Regions from separate parts of the Sus scrofa genome. Here region 2 is linked to region 1. Evidence: chromatin contacts called from public promoter capture Hi-C data. All regions are on one chromosome and are shown on one strand. Each heading gives the region's core, a stretch centred on a gene start, on an enhancer-like site or on the middle of the called end of the contact. The rest is flanking DNA. Distances are from core to core; before and after follow the strand shown.

What was found. Promoter capture Hi-C pulls out the DNA fragments that hold promoters and counts their contacts.
Region 2: a contact with region 1 is called in a promoter capture Hi-C map of liver, with 3 times the contacts expected there. The contact joins the promoter of TMED1 here to the promoter of CDKN2D in region 1. A contact is called at or near these places in 1 of 5 promoter capture datasets (liver) and 1 of 2 datasets of contacts at active chromatin or transcription factors (alveolar macrophages).

The regions. Positions count from the first base shown.
Region 1 is chr2:69,337,403-69,343,104 of Sscrofa11.1, forward strand. It overlaps CDKN2D (cyclin-dependent kinase 4 inhibitor D), which reads right to left and starts at 2,596. Exons shown (of 3, transcript XM_005654859.2): 1 at 2,436-2,596; 2 at 2,008-2,163; 3 at 26-982. The coding sequence starts at 2,148. The coding sequence ends at 623. It overlaps AP1M2 (AP-1 complex subunit mu-2), which reads right to left. Exons shown (of 11, transcript XM_021083790.1): 11 at 3,887-4,310. The coding sequence ends at 4,288.
Region 2 is chr2:69,574,424-69,579,772 of Sscrofa11.1, forward strand. It overlaps TMED1 (transmembrane emp24 domain-containing protein 1), which reads right to left and starts at 1,998. Exons shown (of 4, transcript XM_003354060.4): 1 at 1,448-1,998; 2 at 660-757; 3 at 333-516. The coding sequence starts at 1,630. It overlaps DNM2 (dynamin-2), which reads left to right. Exons shown (of 20, transcript XM_021083818.1): 20 at 1-4.

The DNA of each region.
Region 1 (5,702 bases), core at 1,346-3,845:
CTCAAAAATCAGAAGCCACTGGCGCTATGATCATGCACAAGTCTTAATTTAATGGGTAAAAACATTAAATTACACACACAACAATTTTTTCCATAAAGCTTAATAAATAGAATGTGTTAACGCTGTACAAGGGACTGGAAAACAAGCTTTTAAACAAAATATGAATGAACTCATACTACCCTTTTACTGATTTGGAACACCCCCCTCCCCCATGCCCGAAAGCAGTGTGCACACTTGAGGTCTAGCTCTGGGTATAGCTGGCCAAGGTCGACAGGTTCCAGGAGCCTTGGAAGGAATGACCTCACTCTGGAGCTAGGGCTTTAAACGCTCTGCCCTTGGGACTTGTCTGTAGTCCCAGCAGTCTGGGGGGTGGAGGAAACTGAACCGTTTAGGTGGCTGTTGCCTGCAGGAGCCCTTCTCTGCCCAATACACCAAAAGGGGTGAGAGGAAAAAAAATGAGAAATGCACCTCAAACACACACACCCCAGAAATCAACACCAACAAGCCACAAACTTGTGCCCCTCGGCAGTGGGCAGGAGGAGCTAAGGGAGAAAGTGTTTCTTCCCTTCTCTTCTGACACAGAACCCAGCCGGGTCCTGTTGCTGGACTGGGTGGCCCCAGGTCACAGTGGTGCCACTGTGTGCCGCTGTAGTATGTCCATGAGATCCTGAGCACCTCTCCCCCTTGCCAGCTCCAGGGGTGTAAGCCCCCTGGCGTCCCTGTGATGGAGATCAGATTCAGCAGCCAGGAAGCTGACCACAGAGGTGTGGCCCTCTCTCACAGCCAGATGAATGGGGAGTGCCCCGGTGCCATCAGGTGCATTGACATCAGCGCCGTGCTCTACCAACACTTTCAGGGTGTCAAGGAATCCAGTACGGGCTGCATCGTGGGCCGGAGTGGTGCCGGAAGCATCCTGGACATTGGGGCTGGCACCTTGTTTCAGGAGCTCCTGGGCGATGGTGGGGCTGCCAAACATCATGACCTGTTGGGGGCAGAGGGTCAGGGGGTCCTCAAAGGAGGAGGCCCAGGAAAATGGGGGACTGGAGAAAAGGGTCATTCAGGAGTAGAGAATGCCAGAGACAAGGTCCTCTAGAGAATGAGAAATTTGGGGGAATATAAGCTCCCAGGCAGAACAAGATCTCCTGAGAACAAGAACCCTCAAAAAACTGATCACCCCCAGGATAATACATCCCCTAGGGAAGAGCCCCCAAGGAAACTTTCAAGGAACCTAAGACCCTCCCCCAAGGAACCTGAGACACTTCTCTCCACATATGGGAAATCATCAGGAAATATGAAACCCCCACCAGGAAACAGACCCGCAGAGGATGAGAACACCCCCATCAAGGGAAAGGAGAGGCCCAGGGAATTTGAAACTCCTTCTCCAAGGAATGTCCCCCTCCCAAATAATGGGGATGCTCCACAAGGTACCTGACCCCTTCAAAAAATGGGATTCCTATTTTGTAAATGCCAAGGGAATAGGGATTCCCATGTACTCCCTTATTGGGATCCTCCCCCATAATATACCAATATGAAAATCCCCAGGGAATGGAGACCTCAGGGAGACACCCCCACCCGAAGCTGGATACCTCTCAGAGAAACTACCTCCCCCACCCCAGATGATGGGGACGCCCTGGAAACATGAATCCCTCCTTCCAGAGATCGGATCCTCCATGGAAGCTCCAAGAAACCGAAGCTGTCCCCATGAAACCGGGATTCAAAGAAGCTGAACCCTTACCCAAGGAATAAGAACTTCTCCTGGGAAACTGAATCCTCCGCAATCAGAGAACAAGGAATTCTCCAAAGATGGAAAGCCTTCCCCTCCCCCAACCTAACCCCATCCACCACCCACCTAAGAAAGGGGACATCAGGGAGCAAAGTCAGCCCAGAGATGAAGGAACAGACCCCAGTTGGCCACCGGGGACAGGAGACGAGAGGGAAGGGGTCTGGGGTCTCGGTCCTCGGCCCACTCCCCGCCTCGCCCTCGCTGCGGGGCCGGCCGGGCCTCACCTGCAGCGCCGTCTTGCCAAAGCGGTTCAGGACGTCGGGGTGCACCAGTTCGCGGTGCAGAAGGCGGCGCACCTCCTGCACGTCGCCCCGGGCCGCCGCTCCGCTCAGCCGGTCGCCGGCGCAGACCTCCTCTAGCAGCATATCGATACTGGCGGCCTGCGAAGCCCCTCGCCCCACCCCGGTGCGGTCAGTGCGGGGGAGCCCAGCGGCGATGGCCCTAACAGCCTTCCAGTCGCGTCCCCGGCCTGCGCTAGGATCCCGGTCCCACTCGCTAGTCCGGGGCTCCGACGCGACCCCCGCCCTCCCAGCTGGCTCCTCCCCCTGTCAGCCGGTGGGTAGCGAGGGGTTGAGAGCCCGGCCCAACCCTCCGCTGCCCACAGGGGCCTGCCGGCGCCCGCCCCTTAGGGGCCGGGTCTCCCCCAACTCACCCTCCCTCCTCCTCGACGGGCGGGGTCTGTTCTGAACCGACTCCGCGGCCGCAGTAGCCGAGCCGGCCGCCAGGGGGCGGAGCCACCACGCTCGGGGCCCCGCCCCCGAGCGCCGCGGATTTGTTTTCTTATGAACTTGCTACGTTGTAGCCCAGCAGCATTGCCCGGCTCGCGACCCTGTAGTGTCCCGCCCTCGCGGCCAGCACAGCCAATGGCCACGCGTCGTCAGGGGGGCTTTGCGCTCCAGAGGGGGCGGAGCCGTTGCTGATTGGGCGAGCTTCGGCGACCGGTGAACCGCCGGCAATGGCGGGGTTTTCAGTTTTTCAAACGCGCCGGGCGGGCGGGAAAGAGGGCCTGTTTAACTGACCCGGGGGATTAAAGGTCAGGGTAGGGTAGCGCGGGCTGCTCCAGGGCCTCGGCACCTTCGGGGGAAGGAAAGCAGGGCTGGGGCCGCCCAGTTCGGGATTCTCCCGTTCAATTACAAGATTAAGTATTTATTAGCTCTTATTGTACGCTGAGCGCTTTATTTAATTAATTTACTCTGTGCAGGAACCCTTCCTCGCGTTGGGGAGCGTACATTCAAGCACATAAATTTAGCGGTAAGCAGCGTGAAGAAAACAACGTGGAAATGGAATGGATGAGGAAGGAATCGCATTCAAGTTCAAGGGCGTGGAGGAAATTTCACGCTACAGCTGCAACGTGGATGAGGAGCGAGGCAAAAGTCGCGGTCGGAGGCTCTCAATAGAGGCCTTCAAACATTTACTGAGCACCTACTGTATAATAGGTGCCGAAGTGGAGAGCAAGCCGAGTACTTCCTGCTTCAGGACGCCGACCGTTTAGGGCTGGATAAATCGAAAATTAAATATTTTCAGAGTATACTGATAAAACGGCATTAAGTAATTCCTTTTTTGGGAAAGGAAGGCCTTTGAAATTGAGAGGTCAGAAAGGGCCACCCTGAGGAGGTAACATTTGGTTTGACCTGAAAATTAAGGGAAAAAGCCATGTGGATTTCTGGGGAAAAATACGCCAGGTGGAGGCGCTACAGATGCGAAGGCCCTGAGGTGAGAGAGTGCCCAGTAAGTACAGGAAGAGTGAGGTATAGAGGGAGAGAGTGGGAGGGAGGGATAATGCACTTTGGTCTTGTGGGCTGCGGTAAGCACTTGACTTTTACTTTTTAAAAAGAATGGAACCCTGGGAGGGTTCTGCGCACAGGACCCACGATCTGATTTAGGAGTTAACAGGTGCCCTCTGGCGGCGATGAGGGGAACTGGCTCTCGTCGGGGAGGGGAGCCCTGAGCCAGGGGACCAAAGTGGACGGAGGCAACAGAGAGGGCCTAGATGAGCAATGACCGGGGCTGAGAAATGGATATGTGTTACCTACTCTTATCCCAGCACTTCAGGTACATGGCTGGCATCCCCAGCCCCCAGCCAAAAAGCACATACACAGCAGCTAGATTAATTTTTTTAATGCCATCCTAAAACTCAGAATGGGTCAGCAGGGCCTCTGGGCTCAGCAACTGTGGAGGAGGGGCACCCTCCCCCCACCTCCTAAGGCAGGTCACTGCAAGAAGGCACTCACGAGGGGGACTTCAAGCCCCTCTTCTATTTCTTCATATAAAATTGGAGGTGGGGAGGGGCAGGAGCCTGGAGACAGGGAAACCACCCCGCCCAGCCTATGTGTAAAAGAAAAGGCTGGGAGCGATCCTGGTGCTGAGAGCAGGAAACTGCCAATTCAGACGCTGCCCTCACACACAGACATGCACGCCATCGTGCCTCCCTCTCTCTATAGAGTCTTCAGTCGGGGGCCTGGGGAGAGGGTGGCCCATGGTCAAGCCCCCACCTCTTCTCCCTTCTAACTGGTACGAAGTTGATAATCTGCAGGGAAACAATGAGTGGGGACCATCTCAGAACTAGGGAAAGAAGGCAGAAAGACAGCCCCCCACCCATCCTGAAATCCATCCCCTTCCCCACTATTCATGATTAGCTGCATATTTAACAAGGCTAAGGATGGGCTCAAACACAGGAACAGTAACCAGGAGTTCCCATCATGGCTTAGCAGTAATGAACCCAACTAGGATACATGAGGATGCAGGTTCAATCCCTGGCCTCGCTCATTGGGTTAAGGATCCGGCATTGCCATGAGCTGGGGTGTAGGTCACAGATGTGGCTCAGATCATGAGTTGCTGTGGCTGTGGTGTAGGCTGGCAGCTACAGCTCCAATCTGACCCCTAGCCCGGGAACCTCTATACGCCTCAGTACAGTCCTAAAAAAAAAAAAGGGACAGGGACAGTAACCACAGCAACAAGCCTGTTTCCAGGCAGTACATGGCACTGCTATGTGTTCAGCTCCTCATCCAAAACCTATCATCACAACCCTAGAAATGGCAAATCCCCCGCCCCGTTTTTTTTTTTTTTTTTTCTTTTTTGGCTGCCCAGCGGCATATGGAGTTCCCAGGCTAGGGATCAGGTCTGAGCCACAGTTGTGACCTAAGCCACAGCTGCAGCAACAATGCTGGACCCTTAACCCATTTTTTAAAAATTTTTTTGGTTGGAGTTCCCGTCGTGGCGCAGTGGTTAACGAATCCGACTAGGAACCATGAGGTTGCGGGTTCGGTCCCTGCCCTCGCTCAGTGGGTTAAGGATCTGGCGTTGCCGTGAGCTGTGGTGTAGGTTGCAGACGTGGCTCGGATCCCGCGTTGCTGTGGCTCTGGCGTAGGCCGGTGGCTACAGCTCCGATTCAACCCCTAGCCTGGGAACCTCCATATGCCATGGGAGCGGCCCAAGAAATAGCAACAACAACAACAAAAAGACAAAAGACAAAAAAAAAAAAAAAAAATTTTTTTGGCCATGCCTGTGGCATGCAGAAGTTCCTAGGCCAGGGATTGAACTTGCGTCACAACTATAACCAGAGCCACAGCAATGATAACACTGGATACTTAACCCACTAAGCTACAAGGGAACTCCCTGTCCCCATTTTAAAGACAGGCAGGAGTTCCCCTCGTGGCGCAGTGGAAATGAATCTGACTAGGGACCATTAGGTTATGGGTTTGATCCCTGGCCTCGCTCAGTGGGTTAAGGATCTGGCATTGCCATGAGCTGTGGTGTAGGTCGCAGATGAAGCTCAGATCCTATGTGGCTGTGGCTGTGGCATAGGCCGGCAACTGTAGCTCTAATTTGACCCCTAGCCTGGGGACCTCTATATGCTGCGGGTGCGGCCCTAAAAAGCAAAAAATAAAATAAAGACAGGCAAACTGAGGCCAAGGGTGGC
Region 2 (5,349 bases), core at 748-3,247, 240 kb after region 1:
CAGACTGCCTGTGTTCAAATATTGGCTCTGTAAGTTGCTGGCTGTGTGGCCTTAGAAGAGTTACTTAGCCATCTTGTGCATCAGTTTCCCCAACTGCAAAATGGGGGATAATTAGCGTATACTACCTATATAAGGTGGTTATGGAGATCTAACAAGTTATTTAAGCTCTTACAACAAGGTTTACACCTAGAAATGTTCTATTGTTATTAAGTTGGGGGCACCCATATATAGGAAAGGCTAGGTCAGGCCAAGGGGGACCCCAGCCAAGGTGAGAGTGCAGAGCCCAAAGACAGAAATCTGAGAGGAGTGGCCCCACCTCCACCTGGGCACACCTTGATGTCCTCCATCTTGACATCCAGCATCTCCTCAGGCTCCACAGCCTCTGCCCAGCCCTCCACCTCTTCATCATCCTGCAGGCTGTCAAAGATGAGTTCAAAGAACACGAGCTTCTCGGAGATTGTGCTGAAGGAGTTGTCAAAGCACAGTTTGTAGTCCCCTGCCTCCGTGGGCTCCACCCTGGACAGACAGAAAGACACACTGACATGGTCTGGACTGGCTGTCCAGTTGGACTTTTCGAGGCAGGCAGGGTGGTAACCCGAGGCCGCCAGAGAGGGGCAGGACTGTAACTGAACCTGGGCAGCCACCGGGACGTAACTCACGTGTGCACACCATCTGCCTTGCGGGACTCGCTGACCAGCAGCACTCCCTGAGGGCTCTCCAGAGTGAAATCCACGTCCAGCCCAGCACCTGCGATCACCTGGGGGGCAGGTAAGAGCGGGTGGAGGACTAAGGGTAGACCAAGGGCACCTGGCAGAAGGCCATGACTGGACCGACCCAAGCAGACCATCACCAGGGGCCTACCGGAGCTTGGAAACCACCCTCACGGTGGTCCTGCCCCTTCCACTCCTTTTGGCCACGCCCCTTGCCTTGGCTCCGCCTCCATAGATTTGGGGGGCCTTGGGATGGGCTCCTAAATCTGGTCACGCCCGCATACACAGTTCTTAATCAACGTTTACCAGATTATGTCCGGCTTGGCCACAACCCAAATAATATAATGGAGCCTTGCTTGAAGCCCTTGCCTTCACCCTTTCCCCGGGAAATCCTCGTGTTGGCCACTCCCTTTCTTGTGCCACATCATGGCCACGCCTCCACCTCAATTGACACCTCTTTAGGCCACGCCCACCCGCGAGAGTCCTGCCCGCTGAAGGCCTCCCTCTTTCAATGGCCCCGCCTCCCCGCTCTCCCATTTCTAGCCCCGCCTTTGTCCGAAACATCCACCCCTTCCTCTCCAAAGCACTACCCCCGCCCCTAGCTCTCCCTGACTCAGACCCCGCGTTCTTACGCACGGGCTCCTCCTCCTTCCTTCTTCAAGGCATGCATCGCTGGCTCAGTTTGGCCACGCCCCCTCTCCCTGTCTTCGCCGGCTCCCCGATCCGGCACCCTCTACCTGGTACTCAGTCTCCAGGCTTGCGTTGGCCGGCGCAGACTGATAGAAACATTGCTTCCGCCCCGCAGGAAGCAGGAATGTAAACTCGCCATCCTGGATCGGTGGGGGCCCTGCCCCTCCTACCTCCACTGGAGGCAATAGTAGCCATAGGGCCAAGGCTAGGGCCGTGCTGGCCGCCATCATCTGGGTCACCCTCCGATTTGCTAACAGGTCGCGGTTCCTTTAAGGGTTAGCCCTGCCCCTTCTGCTACTCGACGGAACTCATTGGCCGCCGCTTCACTCCGTTGTCTGAAGGCCGCGGAGCTAGGAGTGCAGGACCCCCTGAGAGACTAGTTGACCGAATAAATGCCTGATGAACCTAAAAACGCTGGACTTCCTACACACTCTATCTTTGAAAAGCCTCCACTTCTGGTCCCAAACGCTGTTGGGGGAAAGTTTAAAAGAATAAGTACCATGATGGCATATTCTTCTCAGGCAAAATCTAAGACAACGATGGTAGAGGCGGCTGGGTCCTTGCTGTTTTCCCAGAGTACCCCGCACGCGACGACCCTTGTGCGATTCAATGTGGATGTAGCTGGTCAAAAATAGAGGTGGGGCATGGCCCTCCACGCGACCCGTAGGACTAGCATATAAAAAGGTTTAGCTAGGGCGGGTGGAGACCTTTTTATATAAACGTGGTTCAGGCTTATTCTGCGTCTGTAATCGTGGTCGCTGGTCCGACGCCTGACCTCCTCATTTCCTAGCATCTTAGGACCGTCATTTTTTCCGTTTCCTCTTCTGTAAATTGGAGGTGATGAGAAGTGAGATGAGGAGCCTAATGAGCACTGCATTTCTTGCCCAGAGTCAGAGAGGCCTGTCCCCACCCTAAACCCCAAAGGGTCTCAAACTCGATGGTCAGCAGGTAAACGGTGATTGAAGTAGCCCAGGGTATGAGGAACGACAGCCCAGTTGCTTAGCATTAGCAAGAAGCGGGAAGAAGAGTGTGGGCTTGAGAGGTTGCTCAGTTCAAGACACGCCACGGGCTTCACTACTGGACCTCAATTGCCTCATCCGTAAAATGGGTGATATTAGTCCTACTTCGTTGGGCTGTTGTGAGATGATGTTTATTTAGTGCTTGCCACATCATAGACCTTCGGTAAATAGCTGTTTTATTCTGGGTTTCTCTTCCTCCATTGGGCGTTGTGTCTTTCAGTCTGGTTTAGAGAATTTGGAGTCGACCTCCCTCTGGAAAACAGACAGATTAGCAAAGACGTCATTGGAAAGGAACACTTATTTGGTGTTTCCATCTAAACATAACACAAAATGTTTAGATGGAGGAGTTCCCATCGTGGCGCAGTGGTTAACGAATCTGACTAGGAACCATGAGGTTGCGGGTTCGATCCCTCGGCCTTGCTCAGTGGGTTAGGGATCCGGCGTTGCCGTGAGCTGTGGTATAGATCGCAGACGCGGCTCAGATCCCGCTTTGCTGTAGCTCTGGGGCCGGCGGCTGCACCTCCAATTAGACCCCTAGCCTGGGAACCTCCATATGCCGCAGGAGTGGCCCTAGAAAAGGCAAAAAGACCAAAAAAAAAAGTTTACATGGAAATTTTGAATCAAGTTAGGCCTGAGAGAGATTAGCAGGTGGTAACAATTACTCTTAGAGTACAGCTAGTGGTAGTCAGCCCTTTCTTGCATTTGGAGAGCTTGGGGAAGGAGCACTTTGTAATGTCAAAGTTCACTGGTGGTCACGTTTGATACTCTTTTTCATTCCAAGTGTTTCTGTCATTCAGACTACTCAGACACTTTGAAGTAGTTGTGAAGAATGAGTAATAACTTTTTTTTTGTCTTTTTAGGGCCGCACCCACGGTATAAGGAGGTTCCCAGGCTGGGGGTCTAATCCGAGCTGTTGCTGCCAGCCTACGCCAGAGCCATAGCAATGCAGGATCCAAGCCACGTCTGTGACCTAAACCACAGCTCACGGCATCTGGATCCTTAACCCACTGAGTAAGGCCAGGGATTGAACCCGCATCCTTGTGGATACTAGTTGGGTTCCTAACCCACTGAGCCACAATAGGAACTCCCAGCATCTTTTTAAAATGAGGTGAGGAGTTCACATCGTGGCTCAGTGGTTACCTAATCTGACTAGGAACCATGAGGTTGTGGGTTCCATCCCTGGCCTTGCTCAGTGTGTTAAGGATCTGTGAGCCGTGGTGTAGGTTGCAGACGCAGCTTGGATCCCGCGTTGCTGTGGCTCTGGCGTAGGCTGGCAGCTACAGCTCCGATTCGACCCCTAGCCTGGGAACCTCCAAATGCCGCGGAGCGGCCCAAAAAATGTCAAAAAGACAAAAAAATTTAAAAAATAAAATGAAATAAAATGAGGTGAAATTCCCATTATATTAAATTAACCTTTTTTTTTTTAGGGCTGCACGTGCAGCATATGGAAGTTACCAGGCTAGGGGTCGAATTGGAGCTGCAGCTGCTGGCCTATGCCACAGCCACAGCCATGCAGGATCTAAGCAACGTCTTTGACCTAGACCACAGCTCATGGATCCCCGACCCACTGAGGGATCCCCATGGATACTAGTCAGATTGGTTTCCTCTGCACCACAACAGGAGTTCCCCATTAAATTAACCATTTTAAGTGAACAACATAGGGGCATTTCATATATTCACAATACTGAGCAACCACCATTTCTACCCACTTAAAAGACATTTTCATCAGCCCAAAAGGAAACCCTGTACCCATTAAGCAGTTATTTCTCATTCCCCCTCACCCCAGCTTCTGGCAACTGCCAGTCTGCCTCTATGAATCACCAAATCTAAATATTTCATATAAATTTGATTTGTGACAATTTGTGTCTGTTTTCTTTCATTTAGCATAATGTTTTTAAGGCTCATTATCAGAGAATGTATCAGTATTTCATTCCTTTTTATAGCTGAATAATATCCCATTGTATGGATACACCACAATTTTATCCATTCACCTGTTTTTACCTTTTGGCTATTGTGAATAGTGCCGCTAGGAACACATGTATTTGTTTGAGTACAAGCCTTTAATTATTTAGGGTATATACATAGGAGTGAAATTGCTAGATTATGTGGTAATTTCATGCTTAACTTCTTGAGGAACTGCCAAACATTCCCACAGAAACTACACCTTTTTACAATCCTGCCAACCATGTGCAAAATTCCAGGTTCTCCACATCCTCATCAACCCTTGTTATTTTCCATTTTATTTTTAGTATAACCAACCTAATGTGTGTGAAGTTGTATCCATAGTGGGTTTGATTTCCATTTTCCCAATGATGATGAGCATCTTTTCATGTACTTGTTGGCCATTTGTATACCTTCTTTGGAAGAATGTCCAAGTCTTTTACTATGGGTTTGATTTCCATTTTCCCAATGATGATGAGCATCTTTTCATGTACTTGTTGGCCATTTGTATACCTTCTTTGGAAGAATGTCCAAGTCTTTTGTCCATTTGAAAACTGGGGTTCTGTCATTGATTTCCAAGAGTTATTTCTATATTATGGAAAGAAAAGCAATGAAAAACCTCTCCTACTCTTTACCAATCTATGCTGAGGTGAATCTTCAATACTTCACCTGGATATTTACAGCTCTGCCTTAGCCTTCTCTTCCTGTTTGTGCCAAGTCTAGAAATCAGCCAGAAATGAAAGAGTTAGGTCTTCTTAGGTCTTTTCTGAGCATTTGTCCTCCCCTGGGCATGCACATTGCTTTCTAAATTCCCCAGCATAGGTGAATGCTTTTCACTGCCTTAATTACCCAAAGATATTCTTACCCCAGCTTTTGGCATATCTGCTGTTCTCAATTGTAATCTTGTGTCCCAGAGACCTGTCAGTTCCCTCTTTCCTTACCGTGTTTTCCAGGAATGCAATTTTTTTTTTTTTTTAATTTTAGGTCTG